2 separate regions of the Arachis hypogaea genome follow, and region 2 is linked to region 1. The links are chromatin contacts, called in public Hi-C maps. All regions are on one chromosome and are shown on one strand. The core of a region is the stretch at or near the end of the contact, and the rest is flanking DNA. Distances in the headings are between cores, read along the strand shown.

Region 1 (6,904 bases), core at 3,714-6,213:
ACCACTGCTAAAATGCCTCGGCAAAGAAGAAGCAGCTTTGGCAATAGATGAAGTCCACGAGGGTGTCTGCGGCAACCATGTGGGTGGCCGAAGCCTAGCAGCCAAATTACTTAGGGCAGGTTACTATTGGCCAACCTTAAAGAAGGACTGCATAACAAAAGTTCAAAGGTGCGATAATTGTCAGAAGCATGCGAAAATAATACACAGCCCGGCCGAGCTGTTACATAGCACAGAGGTAAGCTGGCCATTTCACAGATGGGGAATAGACATCTTAGGTCCTTTCCCAAAAGCGCCAGGACAGGTAAAATTTCTCCTAGTCTGTATAGATTACTTTTCTAAATGGATTGAAGCACAACCATTAGCACGCATCACAGCAGAAAAGGTACAATCTTTCCTTTGGAAAAACATCATCTGCAGATACGGCATCCCCGGTGAGCTTGTCTCTGATAATGGAAGACAATTCACTGATACTCGCCTTGCCTGTTTTTTACAGAACTTTCATATCAAACATCACTTCAGCTCGGTCGAGCACCCTCAAACGAACGGTCAAGCAGAAGCCGCTAATCAGGTCATATTGCAAGCACTACGTAAAAAGCTCGGTGATGCAAAAGGAGACTGGGCAGAGTTAGTTCCAGAGGTACTATGGGCCTATAATACAACCATTCATTCATCCACAGGGGAAACCCCCTTCAGACTGGTGTACGGAGCAGAGGCAGTGATTCCAGTTGAAATTTCCAACCCCACACTAAGAGTCAGCTACCAAATGGACGAGGACAACAATCAAGCTCGGTCAGCCGAGCTCGACATAATTGAAGAACACCGAGAAAAGGCATATCTTAAACAAAAGGCAATGCAACAATTGATACAACGAAGATACAATAGAAAGGTCATCCCAAGAACCTTCAGGGAAGGAGACCTCGTCTTAAGAAAAACAGAAGAAGCTCGGCGAATACCAGGACATGGCAAGCTAGCAGCTACATGGGACGGACCCTACAAAATCACCAAACCTCTCGGAATGGGGGCTTACTCATTGCAAACACTCCAAGGAGAACCAGTCTCAGGGACGTGGAACATCTCATCACTGAAAATGTATGTGTCCTAAACACGGGGCGGCATATGATGGTACTCTTTTTCCTTATTAGGAGATTTTTCACCCACATTGGGTTTTTGCTCAGATAAGGTTTTAACGAGGCCGGATGCCAGTTTTCAAGTTCATGTATTTATCATTTGCTTTGTTTGAATACAATAATGCTCAAACGTTGAAACTTTTGCAATCTTTGTTCGATATTGTGCATGCATGTATACAAACACAAGATACAAAACACCTATTATAAAAGCAAAACAACCATGCCAACAGTCGGCTCAACAAAACTTGACCCGGGCTTCATACCCGGAGAAAGGATCAAACAAAGTCAAACAGGCTTATGCAACAACATCGGAAACAGAACCTAAACAGTTTCATTCAACATCCAAAAAAAAAAAAAAAAAAATACAAAGTTCAATCATCCCTTTCTCCAATACTGGAACCATCTGCTTTCTCCAATGCTTCATCATCTATCAACTTGCCATCCACCACAGTCTTTGTGGCGTCTAGCTTACCAGCATCAAAATCGGGAAACAAGACCCTCATTTGTGACACAGCTCGGTCAAACCCCTGAGCGAAAGATTCATAAATCTCATTCTCAAGCTCGCCCAGCCGAGCAACCAGTTGCTCATTGTGTATCTTCAACTCGCTTATCTCCTTATTTGTTGACTCCTGCTGACTCCTTGCATCTTCCAATTCCGACCTTTGGGACTTGAGAGATGAGGTAAGTTCCTTCACTTTTCTCTCTTTCTCTTCAGTTATTTTCGTTAACTCAGCAACAGTGATAGTATCCTTCTTCCCTGCCTCAAAAGAAAGTTCTTGTGTTCGTCCAATAGACACAAGACGAGCACCAATAACCTGAAAATAAAGCCAACTAATGATTAATAAGGTAAGCAAAGAAATAAAGAATTATACAGAAAGACCTCCCGGTACCTGCAAGAAGCGACTAACCCCCGAAGGACCAACCTTGTTGATCATCTCCACATCAACTGGAAACTGACCAAACTGTTCAGCCAAAGTCATAAAAGGGAACAACTTACTCCAGAGTGACTTTGCATGATCATCGATTGAATACCCATGAAGAACCTTTTGTGACTCATAAGCTGATTCCACCAAATCGAACCTGACATCATCTTCATCCTTCGCTTCAGAAGCCTTAACCGCACCCCTTTTTCTTTTCCCTCTAGACTTCAAATCAGATTGCACCGCACCAGTGACAACCTCCTTAGGGACATTGGTGGTAGAACCCTCTTTTTCATCCTTCTTCCTTTGATTAAAAAATAACTTCAACCCAGCTGTTGTGATAGTAGGAACCTTCTCCCCTGCATTAGGAAACCAAAAACACATATATTAGCAAAAAAAAACAAATTACACGAAACTAAACACAAACATTTCCAAAACTAGTCTATGTTACCTAGGTAATCCAACACGGCTTGCTCATCCGTGTCCCACTTCAATAATTCTACAACAGACAATAACTCCCTACTCTCCATTTCAGACACTAAAAATTCTAACAAAGCCTGTTCACTAGGAAGCCTATCTTCAACGTCCAGAACTTGGTTAGGCTCCGGACACCAGGAAATAGGAAATCTCCCTTCCAAATTTTCATCAAGATAAAAAGGGAACAGGCCCGCGGCAGCCCTAACCTTGACAAACATATTCTTAAAATATTTAAAAGAAGACTTATACAGAGCAAACATTGATCTACCAGGGTGGCTACTTAAGTTCACCCACAGCCCTCGCCGGACACCTTTCGCCTGAAACAGAGAGAAGAACACCCTCAAAGATGGCGGCTGTTGAAGTACCGCCATCAAAACCTCAAATGCTCTCACAAAACCCCACGAGTTGGGATGCAATTGCGACGGAGCGCAGTTCAACCAAAATAGCACGCCACATTGAAACTCAGAGAAGGAAAATCGTACACCTAGCTCCGTTAGAAGACAACTATACACATAAAAGTAGGACTCATCATTTAAATACTCACAAACACGATCGTCTTTCCCACACGACAAGATTTCGATCTTAATATCACTCCCCTCCCTGATCCAGACGTCTGATCCTAATAACTCCACTGACTTGGCATCATTAAAAAACGATTCAAAGGATTTCACACTATCATCCACCCAGCTACATAGGTCACTGTCGACGACTTTAACAAGGGGCTTCTCCATTTTTCTAACACAAAAACAATATTACAGCAACAAAAACAAGAAGGACAATCAAGAGACATGCACAAAACAAAGGTGACAAGCACTCACCTTTCTTAGACATTTTTTTTCAGAAGGAGGGAAGAAGTAGCGGCTTTTCAAAAAAGAAACAAGGAAGAATATTTTACATAAAAAACAAAATTTAAGACACAACAAACGGTTGACATTTTCAACCCCATTTCCACTCTTTATCACAGCCATTCAAATTTAAATCAATGGATGGGGGTACATTGAGAAACGTGCAAACAAGCCACATCAATTAAATGCTAGTGGGCGCGAGAATCAAGGAGCCACGTTTAAAGGGGTTACGCCAAAATTCAAGTGTTACTAAACCTTAGCTAATAGGTCGGAAAGAGACCAACCTTGGGGGCTTACGGACTACGTTACAATATTGGAAAGGCCGAGGTCATAACAAAAGCTTGGCCTATTTCCTCCCCAACCTTTTTTCAAACAAGGCCAAGCTTGGGGGCTGTGGTATGGACCATTAACCTCGGCCCAAGATATCAGAAATCACGATGAGCACGTGCCCTATAACTCGGCAAGGAATCACGTCCAACAAAACGTTCTAAAAATCAAATATAACAAACACATCGGATATGGCCGAGGATATCTCGGAAAACAAGTACTCAACCGCACAAAAATACCATTTTAAAAAGGACCTCCAAGAGATGGGAAGGGCGGAGTGAAACAAAGAGAACGATCACTAGAAAAGAGTAGAAGAAAGACTTTATAACTGTTTTTGCTTATACTTCAATTTCCTTTCTGACTTGAGCGTCGGAGAACTTTTTGCAGGTGCTCTCCCGCCGGTGATTGGAAGGTCGACCCACCTATAGCTTCGGCCGAAGATCGTAAATTAACTGGACGACCTATAGCTCGGCTAGACTCTCTTGAACGACCTATAGCTCGGTTAGATCATCCCGGACGGAACAATAACTATATTTGAAAAGTTTGATGATACACTTCCAACCATCCTATCATAAAAAGGGTATTGGAGGGTGTTGATAAACATGGTGATCATTTTTTTTCAATAATTGGAGGTTCTACCTGTGCAACAATTTCTCTCCATCTTTGAGCATACTCCTTAAAAATTTCACCTTTTTTTTAGTCATGTTCTGCAAGTAAAATCTATCAGGAGCCATGTCAATGTTGTATTTGTATTGCTTTACAAAGGCATCCGCTAAATGCTTCCAATTCTTTATGTGAGATGGTTTCAAGTGTGCATACCAGTTAGATGCAGCCCCTATTAAATTGTCTTGAAAACACTGGATCAATAATTTTTCATCTAGTGCGTATGAACCCATCTTTCAGCAATACATGGTTAAGTGGTTCTTTGGACAAGTGGTCCCTTTGTATATGCCAAACTTTGGGATTTTGAATTTTGGAGTTAACACAACATCACGAACTAAGCAAAATTTTTTACCTTCCATAAGACCATAACTGTTTACCCCTTCTATGGCTCTTAATCTTTCTTCCAAAATTTTAAATTTTTCTTTGGATCATGAAGATGAAGCAATCAGCAGAAGTTTGAATAGGAGAAATTATCCCATTATTGAGTGTTTGAGAATGAACTCCCACCATTGCACTGCCTGGCATGGCTTCACTGATAGGATGGACAATATTGAAAATATTCTGTGTTGTTGCAACATTATCAAAGTAAGTGACAGCAATGGGATGTACATACCCAGGGAGAAGACCATACATTGGCATTGATGTTGGAAAACCTTGGTTGATAATAATCTCTTGAGATGCATCATTAGGTGGGTACTCCAGCACATTTCTTCGTTCTTCGCCTATTACTACAGGAATTCCATTTGTACTCATTGTTTGCAATGACTCCAAAATTTTTGCTATTTGCTTTTTCATCTGATTCATTTCTTCTTTGATTTCTTCTTGTGCATGTCCTAGTTCATCCATGATCTTTGACTGCGAGCGAGTTCGATAAGGATGTTGTAGCGACAATTTTTCTATTTATTTAAATGTATTAAATGATATGCGAATGCCAATGCAAATGAAAAGATAATAAGTAAATCAGGAAATCATGCATGTATTATTATGAAACCCAAAATTACATATCATTATCTTTTCTTGGAAGGTAAAACATTCAAATTGGTACAACTAAATAGTCACCCAAGTACAAATAATTTTATTTTTAGAAGGACTTTGCTATCAGTAAAATTTCCTTATATGATTCAACTATTTTACTAATTCTGACAATAATTTTTGTATCTCCCTAGGTGGTAATTTGGCCTTAGCTTCTTACACTTCTTTAGCTTTCTTCCTAGCATGACAAGTAACATCTCTGATATCTTTCAACAAAATGGCAATCCCTTGCTCCATCTTTGTATACATTCTTCTCTATTTTTCATATGTTGTGGCAAAATCTTCAATATTATTTTGTAGTTTTGCATTTTTACTCTCCAACAAGGTAGTGAGATCATTGTCAACTCTCAACCTATGATTCTTTTTCATTACATCTTGACGTAAACTTTGTATTTCAGTATTACATGATTTTAAAGCTTGGTCATTTTCTTGCAATATTCTTTTCAAGAAATGGTATTTTTCTTTTAACTTTGCAAATTTAGTTTCCATGATCCTAGCTCTTTTTCTTTGCTCAGTTACCTCATTTGTCGCTTTTTCCAGACGGTGACTTAGATCAACCTTTTTTCTTTTTCATTGTTCAATAAGCATTGTTTTTTTCTCTTCTAACTGTCTGAAAGCATCTTCATATCTATAGTTTGCTTCTGCTTTATAATGTATAGGGTCTTTAAACGTGCATTGGAAGCTAGAGTCCAATGATCACAGGAGCCTTAAACCCTTTACCTCTGTTAGCTTGACATAATGGATATCCAGGAGTAGTGCCTAATGTTGGTACGCCAGATTTTACATATCTAACATCTTTCCAATCAGTAATGATTTCTTTGACCTTACATGCTGTGTTAAGAATCTCGTACGTAAAATACATATCAAGGAGATCATGGGTCATAGGGATGAATTAGAGAGAGCCTACTTGTCTTTTGACCAGTGCAGGAGCATAGCTAGTGACACTCCAAGGACCGACAGGTGAACCCAGGGTTTATTCCTGCAACAATAAATCGTATACGTTAAAGGAAGCCAACTCATGCGCCAGATGACATCCTGTATCCTCAAAAAGAAATTTACCCATTGATCTTGGATTGGTGACTGATAGAACCATCTTACATTATTATGCTCGTATAAAGGAATCTTAAATCCAGTATACTTATTACATTTGATAATGGGATATCCAAATTCTTCTAAGCCAACGAGATGAATGATCATCCAAACGATGAGCAATTGGGAGCAACCCTAAAATTTGCTCTTAGGGTGATGTCGGCAATGGTTAAGCGATCTAATGGCTTCTGATAAAATAGCCAAACTTGGATGTACACCATGAGTTATTTGATCGAATAGCTTTATCACATGTCTATCTACTTGACCTCTAACTCTTGGAAATACCACGAGACCATTGATAGCTAATGTGTACATTGTCAATCCCTTGTCATCATCAATATGACTCTGTATATACTGGAAAAGAAAACTTGCATCCAAATTTTGTCCATCGATCCTCATGATTTTCAAGCTTTTTGGCATGAAT
Region 2 (7,133 bases), core at 1,820-4,319, 140 kb before region 1:
CATGGCAAACAAGAAAACTGATCTCAATTTTTCATTCTTGCCACAATCTAAGCTAAAAAAGAATGGGGTGATTAAAGGGAGGGTAAGTAATTTTAGAGAATAAAAAAATTATTTATGGTAATCATGTTTGGGAATTTAACTCAAAGGAATTGTAAAAACTCAAGGAATTTTGATAAAGAATTTCAATTAGCTAAAACAGGGGATTTCAATTTCCAGTTATAATGTGGGAATAAGAGTGTGTTTGGTTTGTGTTTTTATTTTCTATTTTCATTTCAGTATTTTCTGGTTTTAGAATTTTGTGAAGAAAAAAGAGAAAACAGGATGTGAAGACAGAAAATAAAATTTCACTGTTTTCACCATCTTTTCTTTTTCTTTTACAAAATCTTGATTCTTGAAAACAGAAAATATTCAAAATGAAAATGTAAACCAAACACACTGTTAGTTTCTCCTCCTCTCTGTCTCAATTAAAATTAATAAAAAATAAACTCAATTATATTAAATAAGGGAAAAACAAACTAATGGAAGTAATTTAAATACCTTACCTTTACAAAGGATTTTTATTAATGCAGGTAACATATTTATTCCATCCAAATGAAGAAGTTTTGCAATTGATGCACTTGAATTTCCATGCATTTGAAATTGCATGAAGTCATGAACTCTAAGAATATTATATCCAAACAAAACCTAAACAGATGAAACATACATATCCATACCATTTCACTGGTTTTAAAAACTGATAGATAAATGATGTGATTGGGAGGGGTACAAGATTAAATTATTTTAGTAATTGCTTATTTGTATTACCGTTTCTTCATATAATCAAAGAATCCATGTATATCTGGAACTCTGGATACTAACACTAAAAAGTGGTTTCAGGAAAATTTGTTTTGTTTGAATTGTATTAAAAACAAAAAAAGTTGCTTCTGTATGCCAAAATAAAAAGGTCTGGAATTTCGTTTATATCATGATATTTGATGTGTGGTCTATTTGGTAAGAACAAAACAATTCTAAAATAATCAGCCTCTATTAAAAAAGCTCCAAAAAGTTGCTTATAATTATGAGCTGCTATTTGGATTCAGATTATAAGCTTTTGATTATAATTTATATTCAATTTTAACCCAAATATATTGATTTTTCCAGAAATCCAGGTCAACTTTCCTTTAAAACAAAGTTGATTGCGCCTTTCCCAAGCATGCTCAAACATTCTTATGTTAATAGTTTACGATTATACTACAAGTATACTAAACACTAAAGTCTAGGGACACACATAGGCATAACAAATTTTGCATAACATAATATATGAGCAAAGGGATCAATCATAAACTAGTGTTGAATGTGAACAGCTTAAATGACAAATTGTAATACTTACATTTGACAGACCAAGAGGTGTTGGGCTTTCCCATATGGCTCCTTTTGACTCTTCATGTCTTCGTGCATCGGAAACCTTTAGAAACCGTTGGGAAATTGAAAATTCTTCATCGTGTTTTTGAGAAGTCAAATTAGCGTTCTGCTTTCCTTGTTCAACATTAGGAGGGTCCACTAGCCTTGAATTTAATAACTCCACCAAGCGGTTGAATTCATCTCTACAAGAGTGGATAAAAGATTTTTGGACAAGACATGTCGTGAGATAAGATACAACAAAGGCTTTCAGGGTATCTTTGGAAGGACGTGGAATGGAGAATAAAGTGAAAAATTATCATGTAGTCTTCCAATGCTGCAAAGATACCCGAAAGAAGCAGTAAATGCTATTGTTAACATGTTCTATGATGAGTGAGCACATGATGGAGGTAAGCTGAACCATCTGTTAAGCTTACTTGTGGCTTGGCTCATTTTTCTATAGCTTATACATTGTTCATAACTAGCTAATGCCATTATTCATATTAATGGCTACGTCAAATACTTGTGAGAAGAAGTTTCATAGCCCTAACCCAATTTAACAAAACAAGAGCATAGTAGAAAAATCTGAAATAGTAAGATCTGCTTCCTCAAATACCTAAATTGAGGGTTAATTTACATCAAAATTTTGAACTGAGAAATAACAGGCCTTTTAAATAAGATAATGACTACTTTGATCTAACACATGAACTTCCATAATAGAGTTATGAAATGAGCCCTTCAAACAAGCAAGAAATAAAATCCGGCAATATGAATTATTGTACCTAGAGAATTTGCTCCTTTTCACCAGTTGCTCAATATCAGAAAGCCCATTTTGCTCAGCACTTTCCTTCTGCGTCTGCCAAGATACGTCAGTACTTCTTTTCAGATTAAAACCGGAGTCACTAGTATCTGTCATTTTAGTTTTGTTGGCTCTGTAGGCAAGAAGGCAAAAAGAATCAAATTCAGTAATCTCCAACCAACTTTCAATTGGATACAGTTAATGTTAGTTGAGTTAGTGATAAGAACGGCATCGAAATACTTAGGCAAATGCGTATTGTTCTTGAAATAAAAATATTACGTGGCATCAAAGTGAAACTTAAAAAAAAATTGAATTGAATATAACATATGCATCAATGTTTAGGAAAAATCTTTCTTTTTTTTTTTTTCCTGAGCATAAAAGGGAATAAAATCCGAGAAAATAAATATTATTTGCAATCGCGAATTGCAAAAGCATCCACAATGCTTCAAAAGTAAACCGATCAACAAAAGCAGATTCTTCAGAGCATTCATCGAAGCTGATTCTAACACATTTAACAAATGAATAACAAACAAGAGCAATTTCAGAACAAAATTGAAGTATAAAAGTATAAAATTCTTTCAAAACGAACAAACAGAAAATGCAATAGTATCATTACCGACACCAAGAGGGAGAAAGAATGCCTTCGATGATCGTGCGGCTGCGGCGGTGAATGATCGTGAAAGGATAGGACCACCGCTTGCGTGGTGGTCCGTCGGACTCACCGGCGGAGGTTCGGAGCTTTCCGATCCGGCCGCGTGCACTGGGCTGAGGCTGTTCAACGATTCCTGATTTTCTAGGGTAACGGTGACAATGTTAGTGATTTCTCATTTTTAGGCTCAACACACTAACACAGGTAGTAAACTCTCCTTTTTTGTTTTTATTATTCTTTTCGTAAGTTTTAGTTTTTGGTCAGATTTCAATATTTCATGGAATAAGGCCTTTTTTTTTTCTTCATTTTTTCCCTTAAGGTGATATATATAAAAATACGAACACACAAAATCAGTGATTAAATAAATATATATTTATGTTTATATTTTTTATTTTATATATTTTTCAACAAATTATCACCTACAATTCTACAAAAATATTAAATATATTATTGTAAAACAATTAAATCCGCTACAATTGAATAATCAAGTTTTTATATAAGGTGAAAACGCAAGTGCAGTTGACTTCATGTGAAGTTGATAATTGAGAGCCGTTAGATGATTTTGACTGATTTGACTAAATTTTCATCTAACAGTTTCTCGACTATCAAATTCACATGAAATTTTGTTGTAAATATTACATATTGTGTGTGTATGTGAAAGAATAATTCACACAATCAAATTATTTGAAGATCAAAATTACAGCAATGTCTTGAAGTGAATTAATTTATATTTATATCCTAAAAATTAATAATCAATTAAATTTGATTTACGCTTTTTTAAGATAAATTAATTCGATTTACTATATATACTATATCAATAGTAAATTGAATCTAGTTGATTCAATTTATTACTTCTGCAGCATATACATATAAATTGAATTTAGTTGATTCGATTTAATACTGATATATACAGGTTATTAATATTTACTACTTTAAAATATAAATATTAATAAAAAAAATATCCTCAATTTGAATTCAAATAAAATATAAAAAAATCAAAATGAATAAGAATAGAAATTCAACTTTTGTGTTTTAGTTCAAATTTCAAAAAATCTACATTTTTATAAACTTATGAATGTAAATTAGAACATTAAACGATTTCTAAAAGTTTATTAAAAATCATCATTTGACTCATTAGCATATAAAAAATTAGGGTTAAGTACGATTTTGGTTCCTAAGATCGGGCTAAAAAATTTTTTTGTCTCCGGCCTTTTTTTTGCTACAAAATGGTCCCGAAAGTTTAATTTAGTTTTATAATTATCCTTTTTACTAAATTTTAAATTTTTATTTCGAAAATACCCCTAACTAAAACAAATAAAAAATAAAAAAAAGGAAAAGGAAAAGGTTAAAGGGAAGGGGAAAATGGGGGAAGAGAATCATGCTTCGTTTGGGGGGGGGGTTCAGGAAAGAAGGTGAGAAAGGGGAGGGGAAGCGCCGCTACTCCTTGCTGCCGCCGCCGCTGCCACTTTTCGCCGTTTGGTCACACTAACGAAAGAGGAGAGAGGTTCCAGATCTCACTCACACTAACAGCAAGAGAGGAGAGAACAGAGGAAGAGAGAAAGAGAAGAGGAGAGGAAGAGAAGAGAGGAACGGAGGCGCTGAGGAAGATCGTATCCAGCCACGCCCTGTCGTCGTCCTCATCGCGAACTGCCGTCGTCGGTCACCATCGAGCCATGTCCCGCCGCCACCGCTGGAGTGAGTCCCGTCGATGCCAGTAGAGCCGCGAGGTTGGACGGTCGTCGATGCTCCTCGCCGGACGCCAGCAGATCTATTGGTGTTTCATTGTTATTGCTTCAGCTTTCTGCTTCTGCTTTCTGCTTCTACCTTCTGCTTCTACTTCTGCTTCTATTTTTGCTTTTGTTGTTGCTGTGATTCCATTATCCATTGTTGTTGTTTCATTGTTGTTGATTTTGGTTCTGTTTTCTGCTTCTGTTTTTGCTTCTGCTTTTATTGTTGCTGTGATTCCATTATCCATTGTTGTTGTTGTTGATTCTACTTCTGCTTTCTACTTCTGCTTCTGTTTTTTCTTCTGCCTCTGCTTTCTGGTTGATTTTGGGGAAAAAGGGAGAAGGGTATTTTTGTCCAAATGACGTTTTTAAAACTAAGTTAAACCTTCGGGACTATTTTATAGCAAAAAAAGGTTGGGGACAAAAAAAAATTTTAGCCCCTACCTTAGGAACCAAAATCGTACTTAACCCAAAAAATTATTATCGAGACTTTTAATATTAAAAAATTAATCTAAAATAGGAGTTATAACTTGAATTTTTTTTCAAAATCAGAAGTAACATATAGTTATACAATATATAATGACCAACTATATTTATATAATATATAATTTGTGAAATAATTAAAATACTATATTAATTAAATTATCATTTAATTTGTGAATTAAGTATATAACTTATTACTTTGATGACGTTATCCAAGTTTAAGTTAGAAATAACATCATCAAAGCAACAAGTTATATACTTAATTCACAAATTAAATGATAATTTAATTGATATAGTATTTTAATTATTTCTCAACTTACATATTGTATAAATATAGTTGGTCATTATTAGGGGTGCCAAACGGGCTTAAACCCGCCGGGCTGGCCCGCATAACCTGCCAAAAAAGACGAACTGGGTTGGAAATTTGAGACTGTAACACCCTACCACACAGAGCATTACACCTAGGATGTAATAGAGAGGTGATGAGGCGCTACGACCTCTAAAATAAAGTGTGTACCTATAATAGTAAAAAGAATATAATAAACTAGGAGCCTTGAAAAATGGGTAAAACAAAATCGCGAAATAAAAAGCGCAATGCTCTGGAAACGGAATAACTTACGTGTGAAGAAAACAATATCTATCAAACATAAAATAATAAAAGTAGGAATAGAGAGACAAAGATACAAAATAACAAGCTCCTAACTCAGCCTGCGAAGTCAAGGCTGGCCAGAGAATACTTACACACACACACACACACAACCCAAATGTACATAAACAAAATCCTGTCTCTCCATAAACCTCTAAGAGGATAAAAAGAACAAGTTATGTGGAGAGTAATCTAAGTACATATAAACATACATCACTGTGCAACAAAATAGCCCAGTAACCACTTTGCTTCAAGAGCCCAGACGCCTAATGAGACACCTCTCGACCTGCATCTGAAAAACAACAACATATTATGAAATGAGAACCAGGGGTTCTCAGTATGGTAAGGGTGCCACACACATAATATATAAGGCCTTGGGAATGCCAGAGGCAATCCTAGAACGCCGACACTCAGATTATAGAGCTTAAAGTTTTAAACAGAAGCCATAAAATGGTGGTTTTCTAAGAGTATCTAAACCTAAATTAACTTAACCTTAAAATCTAAGTCCCATACTGCCATTCCTCCATACATCCATCTCTGTCAGCACTTCACAGACAAATAAGCAGGTAAAGACAAGCACAATAATGTTACAAATACTGCAGGTAACACATATACATTTAACATGGCAAGTACACTTAGGCACACCCAGTTAATGAACAAACAAGTAATTCAAGTAGTATGCATATGATGCATGCCTGTCCTATGGCTGATGAGGCTCATCTGTCGGTTATCCAGCTAATCCAATAAGTCCGAAAACCTTAGACTGTCCCCAGACGTGCATCCCCAAGAGTCTATGCATAGCTTTTTCTCAAATAATCAATATTGTTCAATGGGGTTTACATTCCCGGGAATTTATAGTGCCCGGTCACACTTACATCGTAAGGTCAACAGAGTATCAAGCTTTCAACCTGGTACACGTGGTGGCACGCCACGACACTTTATCTAGGAAATCTCGTATCTCAAATCATTAAATCATTCAAGCCAAATTTCATACATAATCTTTCATCAGAATATCCAGTCAAGCATCATATATGACTTATCCATAACATCTCATAATCAATTCTTCACTTTTCAACTTCACTTCACCTTCAAGTTATCCTCATTTTCTAACTTCATCTGATTATCAGGTTTAACACTATTATTTATGACCAATGGAATGAAAATAGAGGTTTAACAATTTGAAATATAGTTTAAAATGCTGAAAAACATGTTTGCTGAAATAGGTTCCACATGTACGTGTGGCTCACGTGTACGCGTGGGATTGTAAAAGTGCAGCTCACGTGCACGTCCCTCGTCATGGGTACGCGTGGTTGAAAACTTCATGTCACGCGTCCGCGTAGGTACGTGTACGGGTGGACATGCTTGTTTACCCCTTACGCGCACGCATGGACTCGTCACGTACGCATGGACGCGTGGGCGTACGTTCTTTAAAAAAAATAAGGTAGATGCAGT

Evidence for each region. Hi-C and Micro-C count contacts between places; a contact is called where the count stands out from the background.
Region 2: a Hi-C map of leaf shows a contact between it and region 1, with 2.5 times the contacts expected there. The contact joins the promoter of LOC112764336 here to the promoter of LOC112763006 in region 1. A contact is called at or near these places in 2 of 8 Hi-C or Micro-C datasets (both in leaf).

What each region holds. Positions count from the first base shown.
Region 1 is chr17:23,235,998-23,242,901 of arahy.Tifrunner.gnm2.J5K5, reverse strand. LOC112763006 reads right to left here and starts at 4,963. Exons shown (of 3, transcript XM_025808786.3): 1 at 2,499-4,963; 2 at 2,018-2,406; 3 at 1,250-1,942. The coding sequence starts at 3,255. The coding sequence ends at 1,499.
Region 2 is chr17:23,371,711-23,378,843 of arahy.Tifrunner.gnm2.J5K5, reverse strand. It overlaps LOC112764336, which reads right to left and starts at 3,069. Exons shown (of 7, transcript XM_025809895.3): 1 at 2,793-3,069; 2 at 2,160-2,309; 3 at 1,370-1,583. The coding sequence starts at 1,403.